Linked DNA regions of Gossypium arboreum: region 2 is linked to region 1. The links are chromatin contacts, called in public Hi-C maps. All regions are on one chromosome and are shown on one strand. Each heading gives the region's core, a stretch centred on a gene start, on an enhancer-like site or on the middle of the called end of the contact. The rest is flanking DNA. Distances are from core to core; before and after follow the strand shown.

Region 1 (6,347 bases), core at 226-2,725:
TTATCTGGCCAAGCCAGGGAGAGCTTTTAATGGATGCATCTGTTGTTGTGTTTGTACATTTACGAGTGTATAGTAAGAAAGAGATTTTTATATTCATGAGCAGTTAACGTCGGTATTCTTGGAAGGAACTGATTTTGTGGTCGCATATTTTGTTTTAATTTACAATTTAAGGAATACGATTACTTTATCCTCGTGTGTTCAGATTTGACATCATTGGCCCTATATACCAGATTGATAGGAAATATAGAATACATTCTTCTAAGGCTTACTATAGGTAAGGTTTTTTCTTCTCATAAGTTCTGATATGTAGGTATGTCAGGTAATAAAAAAAAAGGTACCTGAATGATTGGAACATTTTAACATTTTCAGGGGTAACGACTCTGGTTTTGTGGATGGAGAAGCTGAAGCGATGTCTGAATAAGTTTTATGGAAAGATGAGTGCTGCTGGAAAAGGTATGGCGACAATGTTCTTCAACATCTACTTCAAAATGTAGATTCTTTTTCCTTTCTTTTTTGTCTTATGTACTTCGTTATTTACACTAAGTAAATTTTGAGCAGAAGCCATATGTAGATAAAGCTTCCTAGGGCTCAAGGAGCACTGTATTGTAGTTTGATATTGGCTTTTATTGTAGAACTATAAAATTACTCTGAATCTGAAGAATTGTAAGAACAAGAATATTACTCAAAGCTTAACTTGGTGATGAAATTATTTCAAGAAGTACCATTTACTGGGTATGGATTTTGAGTTCAAGCATTTGCAAATTTTTACTACAATCTTTTACGTCAGAAAAAGGAAAAACAAACTTAGATAAGAATTTAAAAACTAGTTTATATATATATGTAGAGAGAGAGAGATTTATATATAAAAGCATTCATTTGGAAATATTTTTAATCACTGAAAATTTTTATTATTCATTATTGTTATATCCAGGCCAAATGGGCTAAGGCCTGTAACAAGGCCCAAAAGAGCTCAAGTTCCAACTGGTACAAAGATCACATGAGCTTAGGCTTTATAAAGTACAAAACATAAATGCTATGCTAGTAAGAACAATGTCACGTGGCACGTAGAGGAATCACCTCTAGCTTTTATCCGACTCAAAAGCTATGCATAGTGTGACTTGCCAACATTCCTAGCGAATAAGAAACATTGCATTAGCTAAAAAGACTAGATCAGACTAGATTTGGGCAATTAAGGGGCAACTTAAAGCTTTATTACATATGTTAAAATTTAACTTAATTTTAGCTTTGACCACGTATATATTTGGATCCAGACCAACCACTTACGATCCTTGTTAGTCGATAGCAAGTTTTAGCCCAAATCCTATCTAATGACTAAGTTCTGGAACAACTAATCAACTAAAAAAGTCAACTTCAACTCATCGGTGTGTTTTCTCTAAGATGCCACCAGTTTGGTTTACTAATCAGTTACCATTGGATAATGCCAAAATCTTTTGAGAATTGGTCCTTCGCAACCACTTCTACCGTTACGACGATTGTAACACCCCCTTACCATGTAAGAAATGCTACATTTACGTACCAAACACATCACTCATGTTCTACTCATCTTTTAGACTCATTTGAAGCTATTTAAGGCTTCTTCAATAATTTCTAAACTGAATATGTAATCTGGTTGCAACCAGAGATCATTCAGAGACCCCTTGATGTAAAAAACAACATAAATTAAGAAAACAAGGTAGAGGTATTGACGCATGCCCCAATTTATCGGTACCTTGACCTTGATACTATTCATTTTTACATTATGTTTGAGCTTTATCAATACAAGCCCTCTAAGTATCAAAATTTGGGTGTATGGAAGCTAAAATCAAGCTTAAAAATACCTCAAAAAGTGTCATAACTTACTCCAATTAATCCCAATCATTCTCAATCATTCTTTGACCTTAAAATACTCCTAATTATCTTTGTAAACATCATGCAATTCATCTATTAGAGTTGTATGACCCAACTTCTTGTTAAAAAAAATAATGGCAAAATAAGGGGATCTGTGGGGGCAAAGGTCGAGGGCCATAGCCGCCGCAAATCTCCATTAAGTATAAAATTAGACTGGGGTCGTAACCGAGGGTGTGCCCTCACGATACGGTACAAGCTGTACAAGTGAAATCTGTATAAAAGTACACTTATTCTGTTTGATATTGATTAGAATAAGGTGTTTCAACCTTACTACATTGCTTCTATTTGACATTGATTATAATAAGGTTTTTCAACCTATAAATAGATGTAGTCTAAACTCCTCTTGTATCATTCAAATTTAACATTAGTGAATTTTCTTCTCCACTATCAATGGTTTTTCTCCCGAAAGGGTTTCCACGTGAAATCTGTGTGTTCTTATCTTTCTTTCTTTTTGCTTTGCGATCGTTTTATATTGTCATTGTCGACGTTCAACTTTTACATCATCCATGTTCAATCTCCATCTAATGTACCACAAAGGTTCAAAACCTCTCCATTTAAACAAAACTCAACTTTGTGCCAGTTCCCTAACTATCTATCACTTTCCTACTTACTGGATACCTAGGTACATGCCACACTAATTCAAAGACACAAAATCCATGGTTCTCAATTCTTACCTTATTGATGAGTTGTGATTTGACAAACCATGCTCAACCTTTTTTTTTGCACAAACACTTTCTGCAATCTACGCATTTGAAAACAAGTTAAGCTTCATAGGAGCTTAGTAAGTTGATCCAGGAGAAAGCAGAAGAAGATTGTATTCAAGTTGTTCGACTCGAGAAAGAAATATTTGGATCACACTTGAAAAGAAAAAAGACAAACAGATTTAGAAAAATAAGAAAAACAAAGAAAATTTTAAAAAATAAAAATAAGGATAAATATTCAACATAATAACTAAATAAAGAAAACAACTTGAATTTCTTATTGATCAAATTTGAGTGTTTTTGAGTTGTTTCATTATGCTAAATACAATGTTTTGGCCGATTTTGCTTGAACAGCCTCTAAAAATTGTCTTTACCTTTAATTTTTTTTTTTGAAAAATATTGATTTCAGTGGGTAAACGAATTCAAATTGATCTGAAATTTTGTTTACTATTTCTTGGAAGTTTATTAAATTGAAAAAAAATATTTCCCACAAAAAAATTGAAAAAATAAAGAAAAGTAAAAAAAAATTAAAAAAATTAAAAAAAAAACATTTGTGGGTTGAATTTTGTGCCCAAAATTTCCAGATCTTATATTTATCATATAAAGAGGCTCCAATTTAATTTTTGTGATTTTAGCACATCAGAAACACCTTGAACAAAAAATCCAAGTTGTTTTCCATTGTTTCGATTCGAGTTTTTTGCTGGGTAGTTTATTTTCTTTGATTCTAGCCTTAGGTTTTCTTTTGTTTTTAGCTTTCCTTTATTCTATTATACATTCTGACACATTTTTCCTTCTTGTATTAATAAATATAAAAAGAGTTGCCTCTCCTTTCTTCGAGTAACTTACTTCCCTTGGGGTCAAGTTTTTCTTTTGCTTTTTAAAGCATTAGGTCAGATTTGTTAGAGCGTGATCACCCATATTTTCAAATATTTTTTAGTTTGATTAATCTTTAAAAGTTACAAGAGAGAAAATCTTAATTTTTTTCTTTTGTCTCGAGTTGTTTATTTTTATGGTGAGTGCATAATGGTGAGGCTTGATTTTATTTGATCAATTTTCTGTTTGAGTACTTTTACTTTCAAATTCTTAAAATGGTTTGCACAAAGGAGAATGATAAACCTTGGGCAAAGAATAGATGCCATATTTGTAAAAAATCTGCATGAACATGTTGTTTCCAATGCCCAAAAATATTCTATTATTCATGGATTTGTTAGGAAAGACATTTGAACAAAGGTCATTGCAAGATACACACACTTAAACGACCTTTTGAGGAGCACAAAAAAATGTTTGGTGATAAGAGGGATCACCAAGACTCTAAATGCCAACAAGCAAAGGAGAGTAAGATTTATCTCTCACATGTTGTGAAATGTCATTGGTGTAGTTCAAAAGATCATTATGGTTCCCAATGTTTGATTCGCTATCCATCTAGTGATGAAAGTTGCGAAGAAGAACTTACGTATGACACTGAGCCTATTGAGGACTCTTCTTTTAGTGCTACCATTGACGATGATGATATGAATGAGAAAGAAACTTTGAGTGACACCATTTGTGAAGACAGTAAATGATTTTGTGCTTATTGTTAAGTCGAGATCTAACATTGCACCTTGTTCCAAAGTTGATGTTAAAGAAGGTGACAGTATAGTGAGAACTGTGATGATGATGACATTACACTTTGTGAACTGAAAAAAGTTGATAGTGAGAATTTGTTTCCTAGAGGCTATGGATTTGGACGAGTTAGACCTTTTTTGTCCTCCTAAATAGTTGTGTATTCTTATGAATTTAAAGTTCAAATTTTTTGTGAGGGGTTAAAGGGAATTGATATGATTCAAGTAAAAAGACTAAGAGAAAATAGACATTGAGCAATAAAAGTCAATTTAGTGGTCCAACTTTGGTGAGTGAAAATTCTTACAAGGTAAAATTAGAGAGTTTAATTCAAATTGAAAAAGAGAATACAAAGAAAGAGAAAAACTATCGAAAAGAGAGGAATGATTATGTTTTCACTAACCTTAATTGGAATTTGTCTAGTGGACTTGTTTCATTCTTTTAGAAATTTGTTGATCCTTTGAGAGAAGCTCAATTAACCCATTCCACCTACGATAAAGATTCTTTCCTATTCAAATAAGGACAAGATTCGAGGACAAATCTTTTTGAAGAAAAGGGGGATGATACATGTATGGATGGGGTAAAATTTATTAAATTTCATTCATCGAAGCTACCAATTTTCAAGTTTGGAAAGTTAATCAACTTGTGATGACTTTTTGGATGGGATCCAAACATTTTTAGGTTGAGATGGTCTTCATAGATTTTGAATATCTATCTCTTAGCTTCGAAATGCACTTTGAATCACTCAATTTTGAGTTTGTGAGCTCAAGTTAGACAGTTTTAGTAAAGACTGCACGAGCAGAAGTTCTAGACGAGATTGTTATGGAAATTGTGAGGTTCAAGCTTTTAATTTGAATTTAAATTATATTGGGTTCGATTTTTAGGTTTAATTTTTATTATACATGAGTCCAATATTGTATTTATTAGGTTTTATTATTTATTAATTTGAATTTTGGATATATATTTTAAGTATTTTAAGTTATTTAGAAGTATTTTGTTTTTAGTCAACAAGAAAAGTTAGTTTAAAACTACTTATTTAGATTAATTAGAATTTTAGTATACTTGAGAATTTTATTTGAATGTACTTAGCTAGCCTATAACAGCCTATCCATTGATCATTAGATACACAAATTTTTTTCATTAATAAAATTTCAACTCTGGGAGTTACTTTTTTTTGTGAAAGATTGCTTTCTTATGATTTTTTGAAGCAATTCTCTTCTCGATTTTCTTCAAGGAGTCGTGAGAATTCATTATTTTCATCCTTCAATTTGTCAAGGATTATTTCTTGGGGTGTTGATTAGAGCCATTAATTGAGTTTATTGGGGTTTATACCTCAAATGGTTCAATTGGACACTTATCCATCTATCCATTGATTTATTTTGGTTCATAAAACACATCTTCCAAAATAATCTTCCTAAAGTTATCAAAGTAAATATGTACATCTCCCACAACTTCAGTTGCTATAGTGGTCTCATTTCTGGTCCGCAATGATAGATTCTTATCTCTAAGATCTTTCGTCTCCTTGAACCCCTGTTGAGAAACATAAACATAATTAGTGACTCCCTAATCAATGACCTAGTAGTCTATTGGATCCTCCACTAAACAAGCTTCTACCATAAAGAGTTTCATATCTTTGCCTTTGGTGGCTAGGTTGTAATGACCCGGTTTCTAGTGGTGCCGGAAATAGTGGTTTTGGAACCCCGTTCTCTAATGGTCGAGTTCGTAAATATTATTTACTAATATTTACGAGATAGATATAGCGTTATTGTGAATTTTGACTGGATTTATTTTATTAATTGGTTAGTTAGTCAAGGTACAAGTGGTACGTACCGAAAGTCAATGGTTTTGGGACATGAGGTATCGAAACCTTGTTTTCACAATTTGAGCTCTTAAGTATTATTATTAAATATTTACAGAGTCATTTTATAAGTTAATTGAATTTTGGATAGATAATTTAGTCAAATTAATGGTTAGTTAAGGAATAAGAACTAAATTATAAAAGTAGTGAAATTTAACATTATTAATTTTATTAGATAAAAGGCCAAATAGTATAATTAAGGCTTTAAATGGTAATAAGCCCACTTTTAAAGTTATTGGATGGTAAGTGCATAGATTTGGATGAATTATATGTTAAAAATA
Region 2 (6,618 bases), core at 1,330-3,829, 170 kb after region 1:
CCTCCCCAGCACCAACAAGGAAGAACTGAACAAGTAGCCAAAAAGCACTTATTTTGACTTCTTTCTCTACAGCAATTTCCCTCCTTTCTTTCTCAATAATAGCAGCCCCTACCATAGCAGCTACAGAAAAAACTAGTCCAATCCCAATCCTCTGGAGGCTAGTGATTCCCTGAGGATTATGGGTGATTTTTCGAGCCAAGGGAACGAAAAGTTTTTCATTTAGGGAAGTGAAGAGGAGAATGCTGATGATGAGAAAAGCGGAGAAAGATCCTGCGGGGATTACGAAAGAACCAATTTTGCGGTGCATGATGGTGGCTTGCTCAACTGTAAACGTGGTCATCTGGGAGTAGATTGTCCAGAAGAGTATACACGTAGACCAAATGGGGAGTAATTTAATCACCATTTTTACTTCTTCCACATGGGTCACAGTTGATACTAGCCATGGGTTATTTTTTTCTGCGTTGGCAGCACAGTTGTCGTCTAGGATTGCAGCCTTGTCCAGAAACCTAGTCATCACAAGCACGTTGAAATCAAATTTGGTTACTTTTCTGGCAAATATGTAATTAGTCAATTAATTCTTTTGGCTCTTGATGCAAACATGGTCAGGGAAACTTGGAACAGATTCTCCTCTTTCTACTAATGCATAAATCTAAAAATTAGGTAGAATATCTTCAGCATGAAACAAAAGAAGCTGTTAGGAGCAGGGAGTTGTTTTAAGGTAAAATGAATGGCTAGACACTGATGGGAAAGGGTCAGATATCTGATTTTAGTTGCATTTCATGATCAAGTTGGAAGATTTCCTTTCCCTGCCTTTTTTTTTTTTGCGGGGCCCTACCTTTTACCATTTATTTTTCTTTTTAATATCTGTTGTGTATGAACTATGTTACGCATATTGGGCTACGAATGTTAGATTATCTGTTTATATAGATACGTTTATTTTTATTTTTTAATAATCTACTTGGAAGGTTTGATCCTCAAACCCATATCTAATCATATGGGGGTTGGAGCAACATATGAACTGACAATGAAGCAAAATCCTTCAATTTGTATAAAAATAACTTAACACTAGCTCAATTTAAAATTAAAATGGTTTAATGTTCTTGAATCAGAGCAAAGTTTTGCGAAAAAAAAAATGAAATTTAAGCTTGGGTTTTGAATCTGATGCAAGTGAAAATCAAACCAAAACTCTGCAATTTGCAACAGTTGTGAAAAGAAAGATGTGGCATGAAAACCAAATGGGATCAGACTTACTTGAATCTTGGCGTGTAGGGAACCTTTCGGTTATCGTAATCGTTCAAGAGGCTAGGGTGGGAAGGATAAGGCTGATTTTTCTTCTTCAATGCCAATAATAGAACCCTCCATACGACAGTTAAAGGGCTCCCCTGAGGCTTTTTGAACCTGTACCATGGAGTCCCACAAATCAAAACCACTACCGCAATCACCATTGTTACTGCTGAAATCCCGTATCCCCACCCTCTTCCTACATTGTCTTGTATATACACCAGCACAATCACCGCAAACAATGACCCCAGGCTGATGCCGAAATAGAACCTATTGAAGAAGAAAATCATAGCCTTCTCCTCCTTGGGGTCTGCCACGTCGAACTGATCCGACCCAAAACCCGAGACATTAGACTTTATTCCCCCACCACCAAGTGCTGTTGTGTACAGTGCCGCATACAGCAAAGCCAGTTGCCGGCCGTTTGCCTCGATGCACTCGTGATGCTTCCTTCTGTAGTCATCACAGTAAGGAGGCCTCATGCTGGGAATTGTCGTAGCCAGTGTCAATAAAATCACTCCCTGAGTTAAGATGAGATGGCAGCCAAAAAAAGTTATATTAAAGTCTTTGTTTGCAAAGAAGTAGACGTAAAGATATCTTTTTTATTTCTTATTATCGGTAAGGGAAACCTTACCAGAGCAGTTATGGATGCAGAGAGTGCCACAGTCAAGTATCGGCCGAGTTTGGCATCGGCTAAGAAACCTCCGAGGAGACCAAGCAGATTAAGAGCGCCCATGAAGTTGGTAACTATAGTTGCGGATTTTGCTGCTGAGATATGCAAATCTCCAACTAAGTACGTCACCAAATTCATAGATATGCCCATCACACATATCCTCTCGGAGAGCTCAGATCCTGCACCAAAAATTTCCCTTCATATTAGCAAAAGAAGAAAGATGGGGACCAAGGTACACCGCACTTTTAAGCTTCTGAAATTCATCGTGAAACACCTAAGATGAGCCCTGCAGCGAGCCATCCACCGGTTTTCGACTTGTCCACCGGATTCCCGCGGAAATCAACCACGGTTCCCTCATTTGAATCATCTTTCTCACCATGGCTTCCAACCAAAACCTATGAGCATCCAAAGCAAAATCCAGGCAGCAAAGAAACTATTCATTATATGATCAATTATATTCAAGCATGCTAATAATAATTTTATAGAATGTATACTATACCATGATTGAAACTGCGCGCAAGAGAGAGAGAGAGAGAGAGAGAGAGAGAGAGAGGGAGGAAAATAGTAATGTTTAGCTCCAAATATATTATGAGGGGGAAACAGCAGGGGAGAAGTGCATGATTGGGGGTGGGGAATGCATGATATGGGCCTGGGTACTTACTAGCTGTATCTTCTGAGTTTCCCCAACTTGTGGTCGGGAGAGAGCTTTAAAATTTTTGTACAATGTGGTCTTTTTGGTGTTATTATCATCCTGTGTACTTGATGCATCTAAGAGGATTGTGTATAGTTTTACCTTCACATTTTCATTTAACTTGCAGGTTAGTCATCATTTAGTATCATAATTTGTAATTGCAAGGGTCATCATTTATGGTGTTGTCATGTCATGTAGGGTCGATGATAAACTCTTGACCGTTTGATTGTCACGTCATGTTGTGTTTAGCAACCGTCCATCACATTTTTGTTTGCTTTTAACCAAATTTTGAATCTTGGAAAGATCAATTGGATTTATTAAATACAAAGAATTTTAGTTCAATGGAGGTTGCCTCTCGCATACATCTGCAATTTAATACATCTTTCTTGCCTTTCTACAGGTTTTCACGTTATTAATTTAACTATTTTCGAAGTATACACTTTTTTAAATTGAATCAAATATTTGACATTATATTCCCTGGAGGGTTATATTCACCATGGTAAATTATGAGTATAGTCTTGCTTCTATTTTTATTATATAATTATTATTATTTATTTCCTCATTCAATTTTTTAAAATTAATTATATTTCCGCTTTTTTGTTGTTAGTTCAATAACAAAATTTAGACCTGTTCATATGTCAGGCTATTTGTTTATACCTAAAGGTTTGCTCGAAATTTGAGAGAATTTGGATAAAAATATTAAACCCAAAAAATGAATTTAGGTAAAAAAATTAGGCCTGTTTAAAATATGGACTGAGCTCGGGGTTTGAACATTCAAAGTTCGAGCCTAGTCCACTTTAACTGCTTTTAAGTTTATAATATTTTATATTATGTTATTTTTATATATTATGTAATTTAGAACACATTAAAAAAATAAATCTATATTAAATATATAATACTACTCTAATGTAAACATTAAAACAATGTTAAGATGACTATATACAAGTTTTTAATAAATAAAAAATGTATAAAATTATTATATATTAAAATAATATAATATAAATATTTTTTAAAAAATTTAAAATAATATGAGCAGACCTAAAATTAGTTTGAGTTAATTTTTAGCAAATATGAGTGGGTTTGGGCAAAATTTTAGACTCAGATTTCAAGTTGGGCCAGACTTGGACAAACATAAAGTATGTTAATATCATACTTAAACCCAACCCAAACTCGACCCATGAACACCTCTAACGTAATTCTAATGTGGATCTTTTATTAACACATAGCCATTTAATATTTACACATTCACTCAATTAGATCTTAAATCTAAAAAATTAAAAACCTCAATGTTTAAAAATTTATTATTTCAATTCTATTTTGCAAAAAATTCAAAAATTTAGCTCTCAACATTTACAAAATTTGTTAATTTAGTTATAATTCTAAAAATATTTCAAAATAAAATAAAAATATTAAAAAAATTGATAACAAATTATAAAAACGATTTAAAAATAAAATATTATAAAAATATGTTAGGATTGACCCGATTAAGCAACGAACAAGAAAAATAGCAGAATAAATTAAGAAATTAAACACACAAATTTAACGTGAAAAAACCCTTCCAAAGAGGATAAAAAACCACGGACAAAGATAACTTTACTATAATGGCAAAAGAACGAAGAGTACAAAAGATGGAGATAAAGACTAAACCTCAAAAACCCGAAAATAAAGAACCCTCAAAACGTAAACACGAAATTCTCTAAATGTGTTATCAGTTCTAATCTCTAATGGGTATATCTTTCTAAGGTTTTAAAATAACCTATTTATAGGCTAAATTCATAGGTCAAATAATAATAAAATAATCTAAACTAATCAGTGTTTGATGAAACAAGTAAACAGAGTTTAACTGAAAGGTTATTTTTCAAAATTGACCGAAAATAGGAGTCATATTTAACAAATCTCCACCTTGACTCATATTTTCACAACGCCATCTTTTCGAAAGCCGCCACGAGCCTATCTTGAATTATGCAGGGAATTAACTGAGTCGAATTTGTGCTTAGAAACTGGAAGACTTCTAGCCTTCGACTTGTACACTGTGAAATCAAAACTAAATCGGGTCTGATTTTCACGAACACAATGCCTTAAATTTTCAAAACCTGTATCCAAAAGAGAACCTCTCTTCAACGAAATGGTCATACCTTTTTCCCTTCTATGACCAAGTTGCCTCCGCTCTATCGAGGGACGTCCGATTTCATCAGTCACTGTAGAACCTTCCAGAATATAAAGACTACCGGTTCTTTTACCTTTTAAAAAAACGAGAGCTCTACGAGATACTTTAATGCCGCTTGACTCGATGTTAATTCTGCATCCTTTCAAGTCTAAAATACTCAAGGAGATGAGATTCTTTCATAAATCAGGTACATACCTGACATCTGAAAGTGTCCTAATCGTCCCATCGTGCATCTTAATTTTAACAGTACCAATACTAATTACCTTACTAGATGAATTATTTCCCATGTGCACAACTCTACCTTCAACCAAATTGTATGTGGAGAACTATTCTCTATTGGGACACATATGGAAAGAACATCCTGAATCTAGGATCCACTCGGACGTGAGCTTAGAGTTATTGCTTGTTGACACTAACAAGAAATCATCACCATTTTCATTAACCAAATTAGCACCAGCTACATCTTCCTCGTTACTCTCAGCATCTCTTTTATTTCGCAGTTTATAACAATATACTTTGACGTGACCTAACTTTTTACAATAGCGACACCTTTTGTCTCGTTTATTTGATGCTACCAAAACGGAAGCTTGTCTATCTTTCTTGCTATCCAAATGAAGCTCATTGTCGAGTTTGTCTTTGCTATAAATCAGGATCTCCCTGAAAGACTTGTATGAAAGAGGTAAAGAGCACAATAATAGCATAGCTTAATCTTCATCATCAATATAAACCTCAACGTTCTTTAAATCATTTAAAAGAGTAATGAATTGACTGATGTGATTTCTAAGAAGCTCACATTCATTCATGCGAAACGTAAATAGACGTTATTTCAACACTAAAGGTTAGCTAGAGACTTAGTCTCATAAAGAGTTTCTAACCTTTTCCACAAGGCAGATGAGGACTTACCATCAATACCTTCTGCAATACCGTATTCGTGAGGCACAACTGGATTGCAGACAAAGCCTTTTCATCAAGCTCTTCCCATCCTGTTTTATTTAGATTCTCAAGCTTTTTCCCAATAACAACCTTTTTCAAACCGAATTGAACTAGAATTGCCATAATTCAAACTTGCCACAGATTGAAATTTGTCTCACCATCGAACTTCTCAATTTCAAACCTTGTTGTTGCCATCTTTGAATGAGCTGATCTATGAAAATTAAACTAGCTCTGATACCATTTGTTAGGATCACCCCGATTAAGCAACGAACAAGAAAAATAGCGGAGTAAATTAAGAAATTGAACACATAAATTTAACGTGGAAAAACCCTTTCAAAGAGGATAAAAAACCACGGGCAAAGATAATTTTACTATAATGGAAAAAAAAACGAAGAGTACAAAAATAGAGATAAAGACTGAACCCCGAAAACCTGAAAATAAAGAACCCTCAAAACGTAAACACAAAATTCTCTAAATATGTTATGAGTTCTAATCTCTAATGGGTGTATCTTTCTAAGGTTTTAAAAGAGCCTATTTATAGGCTAAATTCATAGGTCAAATAATAATAAAATAATCTAAACTAATTAGTGTTTGATTGAAACAAGTAAACAGAGTTTAACTGAAAGATTATTTTTCAAATTTGACTGAAAATAGGAGTCATATTTAACAAAATAAAATAAAAACATATGTATTAAAAAAATCAAATATATGAAAAGAAAAGAAAAATACCAAATGACCCTAAAATTTTCCTTTAAACAAATCTGGGTTGGCCATCAATTGTAAGTGGTGGATCTTGTTGGATGTCACCGGTAGGAATTAGGTCAAAGGTTAGCTTTCCTCTAGGTTTGCCATAGTTCCTACGAATAACAAGAAATT

The links. A called contact is a pair of places that touch in the nucleus more often than the background predicts.
Region 2: a contact with region 1 is called in a Hi-C map of leaf, with 2.2 times the contacts expected there. The contact joins the promoter of LOC108471302 here to the enhancer-like site in region 1. A contact is called at or near these places in 2 of 5 Hi-C or Micro-C datasets (both in leaf).

Annotation. Positions count from the first base shown.
Region 1 is chr7:49,572,141-49,578,487 of ASM2569848v2, forward strand. It overlaps LOC108489294, which reads left to right. Exons shown (of 16, transcript XM_053030721.1): 15 at 370-453; 16 at 559-735. The coding sequence ends at 575. Among protein-coding and RNA genes, the nearest start is that of LOC128295353, 17 kb to the left of the region's middle. Within about 2 kb of position 1,476, at least 2 of the 2 cell types and tissues checked have an H3K27ac peak or open chromatin away from gene starts, as enhancers often do. A contact at or near this core is called in leaf, where this site is marked.
Region 2 is chr7:49,742,885-49,749,502 of ASM2569848v2, forward strand. It overlaps LOC108471302 (protein NRT1/ PTR FAMILY 6.4-like), which reads right to left and starts at 2,580. Exons shown (of 5, transcript XM_017772963.2): 1 at 2,451-2,580; 2 at 2,226-2,346; 3 at 1,913-2,130; 4 at 1,252-1,799; 5 at 1-506. The coding sequence starts at 2,453. It overlaps LOC128295254 (a long non-coding RNA gene), which reads left to right. Exons shown (of 3, transcript XR_008285600.1): 3 at 1,933-2,984.